Linked DNA regions of Danio rerio: region 1 is linked to region 2. The links are chromatin contacts, called in public Micro-C maps. All regions are on one chromosome and are shown on one strand. The core of a region is the stretch at or near the end of the contact, and the rest is flanking DNA. Distances in the headings are between cores, read along the strand shown.

Region 1 (5,181 bases), core at 2,047-4,546, 440 kb before region 2:
ACATACTTTCAAATGTTCACTGAATTCATCTTCAAACTTTCTTCCCCAAATACTGGTTCCTCCTTTGCCTGTGCCTGAAGAAAAATCATAGTTGTGAATAAATCAACCAAATAATTCATACAGAATATGGTTTATAAAAAGAAAAAGAAAGGTTAACCAAGCATTCATTGATTTCACAATTGTAAAATAAAATAAAAATACAGGAGCTTTTCAAGCATCAAAACAACAAGTTAAACATTTCTGCTAGATGAAATTAATTTCACATTTTACTACAAACAAATGCGGCTACTTTTTCCAGAACATTTAACCTTTTTGAATTGTGTTCATTTTTAGCGTTTACATGGCAAACATCAAAACCAGTCAGCATTTGTACCATTCTGATGCAATGACAATATAAAAAGTTAATACTTAATTTCAATTAAAAGTGATAATTCAAGTAAAAGTGTAACTCAGCTTCTCATTTTGTAATTCTTCTACACATTTTTTTAAATACTTGTTTTGTTTTACTGAAAGTATTGAGAAGCCCAAAAGTAGATCAAACTTGGACACTAGTAGTTATAAGACACGGAATAAGGAGTCATTCAGCATCAGTGTTGACAAGTCTGCAGTTTTCCCAGGTTTTTTTTGATTATATAGTAACAGTTGGCAGGACTCTCCTGGATTTTTGCTAAATAATGACTAAAACAGCATATTTCATTTAATCTTTATAATTACTAATAAAAGTGTTTTTAAAAGAAAATGTGTGTAATGCATACAGAGATGTAAAATATATTCAAAGAGGAAAAACCACAACCAGCCGGAGGATTTGCTTTATCAGCTGTCAATTTGAAGGTAAGATTATTTTATTTATGAAAAACGAATATTTACCAATACCAATATACAGTAATTAAAAATAAAAAAAAGAAAAACTATATATTTTTTAATCCATTCAGTGATTTAAATTATTATTTTTACTTACGAGAATGGCAAATTCTGAGTTTAAGGATTGGGAGAGTTTTGATTGGCCATTGGCTAACTTTTGCTTTGAAAACCTGGCAACCCTGTTGAGCATAACAATCCATTCATTTATTTTCCTTCGGCTTAGTCCCCTGGTCACCACAGCGGAATGAACCGCCAACATATCCAGCATATGTTTTATGCAGCGGATGCCCTTTCAGCTGCAACCCAGTACTGGGAAACATCCATACACAGTCATTCACACGCATACACTACAGACAAATTAGCTTAATCAAATCACCTATAGCGCATGTCTCTGGACTGTGGGGGAAACCAGAGCACCCAGAGGAAACCCACACCAACACGCGGAGAACATGCAAACTCCACACCGAAATGCCGACTGACCCAGTCAAACTCGAACCAGCGACCCCAGATTAATAAGGGGACTAAGCCGATAAAAAAATGAATGAATACATTGTTCATGAAGACAGAACATTATTTCTCATATATGTTCACTAAAGTTATTTTAAACAATAACACAGTCACTTATATTTAATTTGCCTTAAGCTATATAAAATCACAAAAAAATGTCCCATAATGTAAGAAAGAAAGAAAGAAATCTTAGATTAGTTACCTGTTGGGTCTCCAGTCTGGACTATAAAGCCTTTTATATTTCGATGGAAAATACAGCCGTTGTAAAACCCACCGGCGCACAGTGCAAGGAAATTCTAGGGGGAAATGTCATTGGAATTAATGTAAAATAAAGATGGTACAAAAGCAACAAGGCTGCAATACAGCGATATTATGTATGTGGAAACAAGGAAAAAAGTAGTGTTACTTCACAGCTCTTCGGGGCTTTCTCACAGAACAGCTCTATTTTCATATCGCCGAGGTCTGTGTGCAGTGTGACAGCCTAAGAGATGATCAGATCAGCTTATTAATACAATAAAATTGCTGTTATTCAATTAATAGTTATCATCATCATAGGTCCCCGCCTGACTGACTACATTAAGTATTGCAAACATTATTTTATTGAGTATGAGCTAATCTCCAGATATTTCTAGCACAAAAAAAAAAAATCAGAATATTAGATAAATTCAAATTATAATTTTCCTCAACATATCAGAGCCTGGTTTTACAAAGCTGATTTTAGGAATAATTTTTTGAACTCCTCAATTCAGAAAACAGCTAGAAAATAACATTTGTTCAATTTGAGCAGGTAACATTATGTATAAACATACCCCTCAGTAAAAAAAAAACAACAACGTCAGAATATAGATATGAATAAAAGTCGGCTCTTTAAATTCAAATACCTATTGAATTTGCAAACAATACTCTTCTGAAATTACATTAAGATGAAATCCGAATATTGAGGTAAAGTGGGTTTTGTATTCCCTCATTTCGACTTTCTCATTAATTATATAACCTCAGTAAATCATTAATAGCAAATTCTAAATAGAGAATCATATCAGCAGCTAACAACCATCGAAGTACAAATTAAGGTAAAGTTGATTTTTGGGCTTTGGTCTTTCGAAAACATCCTAAATAAATTTTGAATTGTACTTTTTTTCTGCAACTTTCGTTTTCAATTGAGGAAATTGGTTGGTTTTATATTCGCACATTCGCTTAGTGACAGCTCCATACATTGTTTACCATGGTACTTTGAATATTCGGACTGTAAATAAGACTTCAAAACAACATTAGCACTATTCAAATGACTGTGAACAGTGTTGTACTTCCATGGTTGTTGGCTGTTGATATGATTTCCCTATTTAGAATTTGCCATTAATGCTTTACTAAGATTATATAAATCAGAAAGTCGGAATGTGCGCTAATATAAAACCAACTTCGCCTTAATGAAGTACAACACTGTTCACAAAGATTAAATAGTCAATTAAATAGTGCTAATGTTGATTTGAATCCCTATTTAAATCTGTTTTCAGTGCGAATATTCAAAGTATGGTACACTATGTATGGAGCTGTCACTAAACTAATGTGCGAATATAAAACCAACTTTACCTCAATTAAACACAAAAGTTACAGATAAAAGCCTAAAAACCTAAAAACTGAAAGCTACATGCAAAAAAAGTTTTTTGTTCGTCAAGCCACCGAATAAAATTCTCTCAATAAAATAATTTACCACACTGTAAGGTCAGTCTGTCCATTAAACAAATAACTTCAGAGCGGCAAAATGTTAGATTTAATATGTGGACTAAAATATAAACGACTCAAAACACTTGACTTACACGTTAATAATATAAATGTATAATAGTGATCTTACCATGTTCTAAAGAGACGAGTAAAATGATGCAAGCTCATACAAACAGCACGGTGCTACAAGCAAGCGTACCGCCTTCTGTGTTTGTGTTTCACTGTAAAACATCCGAATGTACTTAACGCTAAGAACTATGGTTCCCATTTCACACTCGCGTCTTCATAGATCTGTTTCAGTGTCTGCAGTTCGGCAGTCAAGTAAACATAAAATCAGTCTACATAAAGACAGGATTCATACACATTTTTCCTACAAGAGTTCCATGATTATTCCAGGACTTTCAAGTCAATTTTCATCATGACCTAATATTTCATGCAATGTCTACGTATACGCGATAAATCATAAGAAAAACAATAAACGTTTACATTTATTACAGCAAATCATAAAGCACGCAACAATCTCTTTAGTTTCAATTTATTTTTATATAAAATAGATGATGCTTACACAGCAGTAATGATGTGAGACCATGTTTTTTGTCAAGAAAAGAAGTAAAAACATCTAACCTCTATTTCAGCACACAGATCTGTAACTATTAACATCCTCTTAAATTAGTTTGACAAATATCGATATTTGTCAAATTAATTTAAGAGGATGTTAATATTTTGTTAAACTAGTAATAGTAGGTAAACTACATCTATTTTAAAGCCGCGATCACACTGCACTTTTTGCTCCATGGACTTCCAATTATAGGCATGCGAAGGCGGCAGACCAGAACACACAAGCACGCGCGACAAGTTTTGCATTTCATTCGCATTCGAAAGTTCAAGCTTGGTGAATTCTTACCTGTGAAATCACAGCAGGTGATTGCGTTAGACCAATAGAATATAATCTAAAATAAAAAAAATTAAAAGATGGAGCAATCGCGCAGTTTTATTAACATCTGATCATATTGTTTAACCTCACCCCTTTTCGCATACGACAGAATTTCGCAAGTACAAGCTCTAGTGTGACCGCAGTTTAAGTCATTTTGGACAAAAGAGTCTGCTAAATGACTAAATGTAAATGTAATTTCCATGACTTTTCCAAAACCTTGTGGGTTTTTCTGTTTTTCCAAAACATTTGCACGCCTAAAAAATGCCATGTCAAAATTCCATGACTTTTCCAGGTTTTCCATGACTGTATGAACCCTGTATACATATATATAAAAAACATAAACAAAACCACTTTAAGGTAAAGTTGGTTTTATAATCGCACATTCAGACTTTTTCATCTTAATTTTAATTTCAGAAAAGTATTCTTTCCTTATTCTAAACAGGGAGATCATACATTATTAGCAGCCATGCCTATTAAGGTACAACAGTGTTTACAGTCAATGAAATAGTGCTAATGTTGTTTTGAAGTCATACTTGCGTGCGATTTCAGATCATATATTCAGCATAGCGTTACAAGTTGTCACTGTTAAAAACGAACAAATGTGTGAATATAAACTTTCTCAATCAAAACTACGTGCACCATGTCAGAGATTGACCCAAATTAATCCCAGCTTCACTCCATATTTCTATTAACATCTGAAAAGAACATGTTTTATGATGCTGTTTGAAATATGCATTCTCTCAGACATCTGTGTACACGATATTTGGGTTTGTGAAACTCAACTACAGCAGTTTATGCAAGCCGAATGAAGTAACTGGAACAAATATTTGAGTTAACTGTGTAGTTTTAACATATGTTTTTAAAAAAAGTACATTGTATTTCAAATATGGGTTTTTAAATACGTTTTTATAATGAAACATCATTTGCAAATGTAATAATGGACACAAAAACAAACAAACAAAAACACTTTCAGTGACGTTTATTGACACACTAACAAAACGGAGCGCTTATTCACTCTGTATATGGCTTGGTACATTTTGTGGCATTTATCAAATTCCTATTTTACATCATTTAAATCACAAAACAATCAAACAAAAATAATCAATAATGAGTTTACAGAATACAGATCAAGTCATCCGCCATAAATATATCAAATGGTT
Region 2 (5,287 bases), core at 1,676-4,175:
ACTAAAGCATAATACTTCAGATGCCAGTATATTGAATATTAGGTAATACAGCACATATGTTATAGAGAGAGAGCTATTGAGAATTCTAGATATACAATTTTAAGTTGCGTTCGTGAACAAATTCAAGTGGTCATTCTATAGCTATATATGTATAATGTTGTGTAACAATACTTAGTGTTTATAACAACTTCTCAACCACGTTTCTTGAGGACCACCTGCTTTGCACATTTTTCCGGGTCTCTTTAACCAAACACCTGATTCAGATCATCAGCTCATTAGCAGAGACTGAAAGACCCGTAATGGGTGTGACACAAAGGAGTCATCCAAAACGTGCAGTGTTGGTGGTCCTCCAGGAACGTGGTGTAGAGACTCATTTACATGCTCAAAATATCTTGTCAGATAGATTTAGAAAATCATTTCAAGACATTATAATCATCATTTTAAGACTATACTTTGTTTCTCAAACCATTGTTAGCAAAAATAATTAAATACTTTAAAATATAATACACTTCAGTGTGACAACATTTTCCTGCATATTTTAAAAAGTAGACTACTCAACTCTATTTCCTCAATATTATGTTATTGGAACAAACACTTTTCTAGTATCTAATATACCTTTTATGTGAACACAATTATTAGTGAAATGAATTATGACCAGTGTTGGGGGGTAACACATTACAAGTAACATGAGTTACGTAATAATATTACTTTTCGTAGTCAACTGTTTAAGTAACGAGTACAGTAACACACTACTTTAGAAAATTGAGTAATGATATTTGAGTTACTTTTTAGTTAAATTAATTCGCTTTTAAAAACAAATTGCTGGATTAAACGCAGGAACAGAAACCAAGATGGCTTTAGCTTACATTTCTGTGAGGGAAATATTCTCATTATTCTGAACAAATGGAAAAAAAAGGAAAATAGTGTTGTTGTAATGCATGGTGATTTTTCTTCACTCATAAGGCAAAAAGTAGCAAACACATTGCTTTAACCTTACATTAATCTGTATTAGACATGGGGCGATAACCATTTTCAAGGTATACCACGGTTTTGAAAAGTCAAGGTTTTAAAACCTTTTCTGCTAAATTTTTCTGCTTTACAATTCTTACATTGCTTCAGCATCAAACTCTTGACGAAGGGCGTGTCTGAAGTTGGGGCTAAAGCGATTATCATAGCAGCGCCATCCAATAAAACAAGTCTGCAATTGGCTACTGTCTGAGCTGGAGAATTTGCATAAAGCCATCTGATTGGCTGACGCTTCCGTGGGTGGTTGAGAAATTGAAAAAGTTGCCAACTTCTGCAGCGAGCAACGCCACTGAAGCAGCGCCAACGGACCCACAATTCAGTTCGGCAACGCTTGACATCTCACCCATGCAAAGTGAATGCGAAGCATTGACGCCTCGTTTGAATGAGGCGTTTAAGGTATGTGTACGTTTTTTTTTCTGCTTTTAGGACAATGGTATCTCCAGCAGAAAAGATGTCCAAAAATGCAGTTTTAAACTAAGAAATTGTTTTTGAAACTAATGAAGACAGCAGACGTCAATTAATTATTGATTATTTGAATTATTTAGCATGGCATGCTTGATGTTACAAAATATCTGAATTTTTTGCTTTAAAAAAAAGTGTTCAAAGGAGAGAAAAGGTTTAAGTTTTTTACACAGACATTTAATAAAAACCTATTTTAGAGCAGTAATCACAATACAGTGATATTTTTATCCAAGGTTCTCATACTGTCAGAATCTTATACCAGCCCATGCCTAATCTGTATATACAGCATGTAAAGCCATCAGAAAGTTCTCAGAAGATAACATTATTTTTGTGTTTTTTAAAGATAAATGAAGGTTATACTGTGTTGTTAATTGCAGAGCTCCCCTATTTAATAAAAACGTTTTGAAAAAGCCTCAGCAAAGGTAACAAAAAGCAACTCAAAAGTAACGTAACACATTACTTACCATAAAAAGTAACGCAACTAGTTACTTCTTCATGGAGTAGCTCAATATTGCAATGCATTACTTTCTACAGTGACTTTCCCCAACACTGATTATGACAAACATGTTTTGCTTTTGACCCATACGTATAAAACAGTTTTTTAAATAAAAGTCCATGCGTGTTCAATTTTGGTTTTGGTGTTCGCAAACGCGCAAACTTTCACAGGGGTTTCAAGTCTCACGCATGTCGACCAATTCTCACGCAACACACGTTGCTATTATCACGCTGAAATCACTCAATACACATTCAACAGCTACATTTTTTCAAGTATATAATACTGTACCTATTTGTTGACTATGCTAACTAAAATACTTGATTGTCTTAGCAATTGTTTGAGGAGAGATTACACCATCATAGGTATAACCCCGTCACATAACCGCGCAAATGCGGGATTGTCCATCTCCGTCAGAGTCCTGCAGTCTCGTCTTGTCGCGCACCACCACCGCCTGGTTTCCGTAGCGGCTGTACCAGGAGCTCTGGCTGCGGCTCAGGTAGTTGCTTGGCGGCGCCTTCTGGAGCTCCAGCTGCTGCTGCTGCCAGATCAACAGCGACGTGTCCCTGAAGCGGAGCCGCGCGTAGCCCTCCGACATCGCCTTCTCGGCTAATGGACAGCGCTCCGTCATCGCGAGCTCCGGATCCAGGCGGACAGGCGTCTCGTTGAATCTGTATTCATCTCAGAAAAATCTCCTTAAGAGCTTCCATTACAGCAGGGTCGATGACAGGAGAAACGCGCTTGTGTTCGCCAGTCGATACTACTTTCCTTGGCATTTTGTTTAATGATAATGTCTGTGCTGATTGTAACGAACAGTCCGTTCATGAGGTATGATGGTCTTCTGTTGTATTCCGTATGTTTCTTGGGGGAAACTGGAAAAAAACGAAGATGGTTAAACTCCAGAAACGCCAGCGGCTGCCTGTGGCAACAACGTCCGCTTGAATAAAAATCCGACTGGAACTAACGTTACTCACGACGAGACGTCTAGTGGTTCCGCACAATGTTGCCAACTTAGCGACTTTTCAGACACCCCTAGCGACAAATTTTCAGAAAAGAGACTAGCGACAAATCTAGCGACTTTTTTCTGTGTTAATTGAGATTTTTATGGACTGTCACTTGTCCATACTTTACCGTCCCTACTTTTCTCAACGAGCAGCGGGTGATGCCGTCGGCCCCTCCCCCGCCTCAGAGCACTGACAGGCGGCCATAGATATATACACTTGATATCGCATAGGGACCCTAAGCATGCGTCAATAGCGCCGCCACATTGGTACAGTGCTCCCAGGACAAATGTCATTCAACCGCACTAGTCAAGACAGTGTTATTACGTGAAGATGCACAAAGGCAGAACATTTCATAGGTAATATTAAGTTTTTTTCTGTTTTTGTATGTTCTGAACTGTTGTGCTAATCAGGTAACGTTATTGATGACAGTCACTGCATTCACCATAAAGCAAAGCAGCTCCAACTCGCACTAAACACTCGGCTTATGCTAGTTTTGTTGAATAAAATCAGCAAACAATGCAAAAGAAATATGACAACGAGATGCTGCGCTGCCAGAAACTTGTATTATTGTCGGCTAGTAAACGAGTCGTTCATAACGGGGGATTCATTCACAAACGAATCGCTCCCTCCGTCAGTATGAGAAGTGAAAGCAGGAGAGGAGCTGTGTTTCAGGACATGATTAAATCAAATTTATCAGGGAGGGTGAATAGTACATTTCTGTACACACAAACTCAAGTTTTTTTTGTCAGGAATGGCCTGATCCATCAATGTAGAAAAGTGATGTAAAATTATAATTTTCGTAATTAGAAAAAAAAATTACATACTAACATCCAGGAAAACTCCCGATCATAGATATTTGTGTATATGTGTATATCTCTGGCTTTGGACGGCCACAGTCTTATTGACGCATTCCGTCCAACAGACAACAATAGGCCAGGCGATATCTAGTGTATATATCTGTATATAAGAAGTAACTAGTTGCGTTACTTAGGTCCTTTTATGGTAAGTAATGAGTTACTTTTGATTGAGGTAAAGTTGGTTTTATATTCGCATATTCTGACATTTTCCATTGATAATATAATCTCAGTAATTCATTAATTGCAAATTCTACATAGGGAAATCATATCCACAGCCAACACCATCGAAGTACAACACTGTCCACAGTCAATTAAATAGTCCTAATGTTGGATGTTTGTAGTCATGTTTACACGTGTTGTCAGTCTGAATATTAATTGTACCATGGTAAACAGTGTATGGAGCTGTCACTAAACTAATGTGCGATTATAAAACCAACTTTACCTTAATTTACTTTTGCCATCTTCCTTTCTGCCTACTGTATTCTCATTATCCTTGGGATTCAAACTGACAATGCTAAGTCTTGTAAAGAGTAGTAAACATGTTAGTGGTGTGCCCCGATATTCTGGACAAATTCCCTTTATCGGGCCATCATGGCCTCCCACTCATCCCCATCCACCGAATTGGCTGTATCACTATCTCTCCACTCCCCCTATAGCTGGTGTGTGATGAGTGGCATTATCCTGTGGCTGCCGTCACATCATCTAAGTGGATGCTGCACATTGGTGGTGGTGTGGAGAGACCCCCTCCTAGAGATTGTGAAGCACTTTGGGTGTATGGCCATACACAATAAATGCGTTATATAAATACACACACTACATTACATTAAGTGTGTTTTGGATGTTTTTACATTAGAAGCAAAAAAATAAAAGCTCCAAATCTCAAAATCAACATTCATGGAAAAAAGACAGAAAAAAAAAAGATTTTTGAGTGTCTCTTCTTTAATGCATCATCTGAAGAAGAAAAAAAGCAGCAATCAGAACACATCTTAGTCATTCATAGAAATAAGTTTATTTCAAAGCAGTGAGCAGGCTAAAAAAAAAAAAGATAATAATCCAAGTCTTCTTTTATCATCTGACATAGAACGTTAGATAATACGCATTTCGTGTAGGTGGTAAAATGAGTGCGTCTGGTCCACCATGAAATAGAGTAATGCAGCAATTAACAGAGATTGACTGTAAAGATCTTATTAGCACTGGGAGGTTCCAGTGGATGGTGGATCTTTCGAGGATTTTGTACTCATTTCTTGGAACAGGCTTCGAGGGGCAGCCCAATGTCTTTCCCACGCAACTTAAGGCCTAAAAATTTAAACAGAGAAAAATGATGTTATTAATTATATCAGGGGTTCCCAAACTTTTCAGCACGCGACCCCTAAAATAACAATACCAGTGACTCGCGACCCCCAATATCCTCTGAGGTGGTTATAAATACAGAAAACTTGCATGCA

The links. Hi-C and Micro-C count contacts between places; a contact is called where the count stands out from the background.
Region 1: a Micro-C map of caudal fin shows a contact between it and region 2, with 4 times the contacts expected there. The contact joins the promoter of ppil3 here to the promoter of brd3os in region 2. A contact is called at or near these places in 1 of 18 Hi-C or Micro-C datasets (caudal fin) and 1 of 4 datasets of contacts at active chromatin or transcription factors (embryo).

The regions. Positions count from the first base shown.
Region 1 is chr5:70,778,608-70,783,788 of GRCz12tu, reverse strand. It overlaps ppil3 (peptidylprolyl isomerase (cyclophilin)-like 3), which reads right to left and starts at 3,296. Exons shown (of 6, transcript NM_001002146.1): 1 at 3,218-3,296; 2 at 1,775-1,849; 3 at 1,571-1,664; 4 at 7-74. The coding sequence starts at 3,220. lrrc8ab (leucine rich repeat containing 8 VRAC subunit Ab) reads right to left here. Exons shown (of 4, transcript XM_681083.6): 4 at 4,984-5,181.
Region 2 is chr5:70,333,225-70,338,511 of GRCz12tu, reverse strand. It overlaps brd3os (BRD3 opposite strand), which reads right to left and starts at 2,925. Exons shown (of 1, transcript XM_068221559.2): 1 at 2,218-2,925. The coding sequence starts at 2,612. The coding sequence ends at 2,358. edf1 (endothelial differentiation-related factor 1) reads right to left here. Exons shown (of 5, transcript NM_200745.1): 5 at 4,763-5,138. The coding sequence ends at 5,080.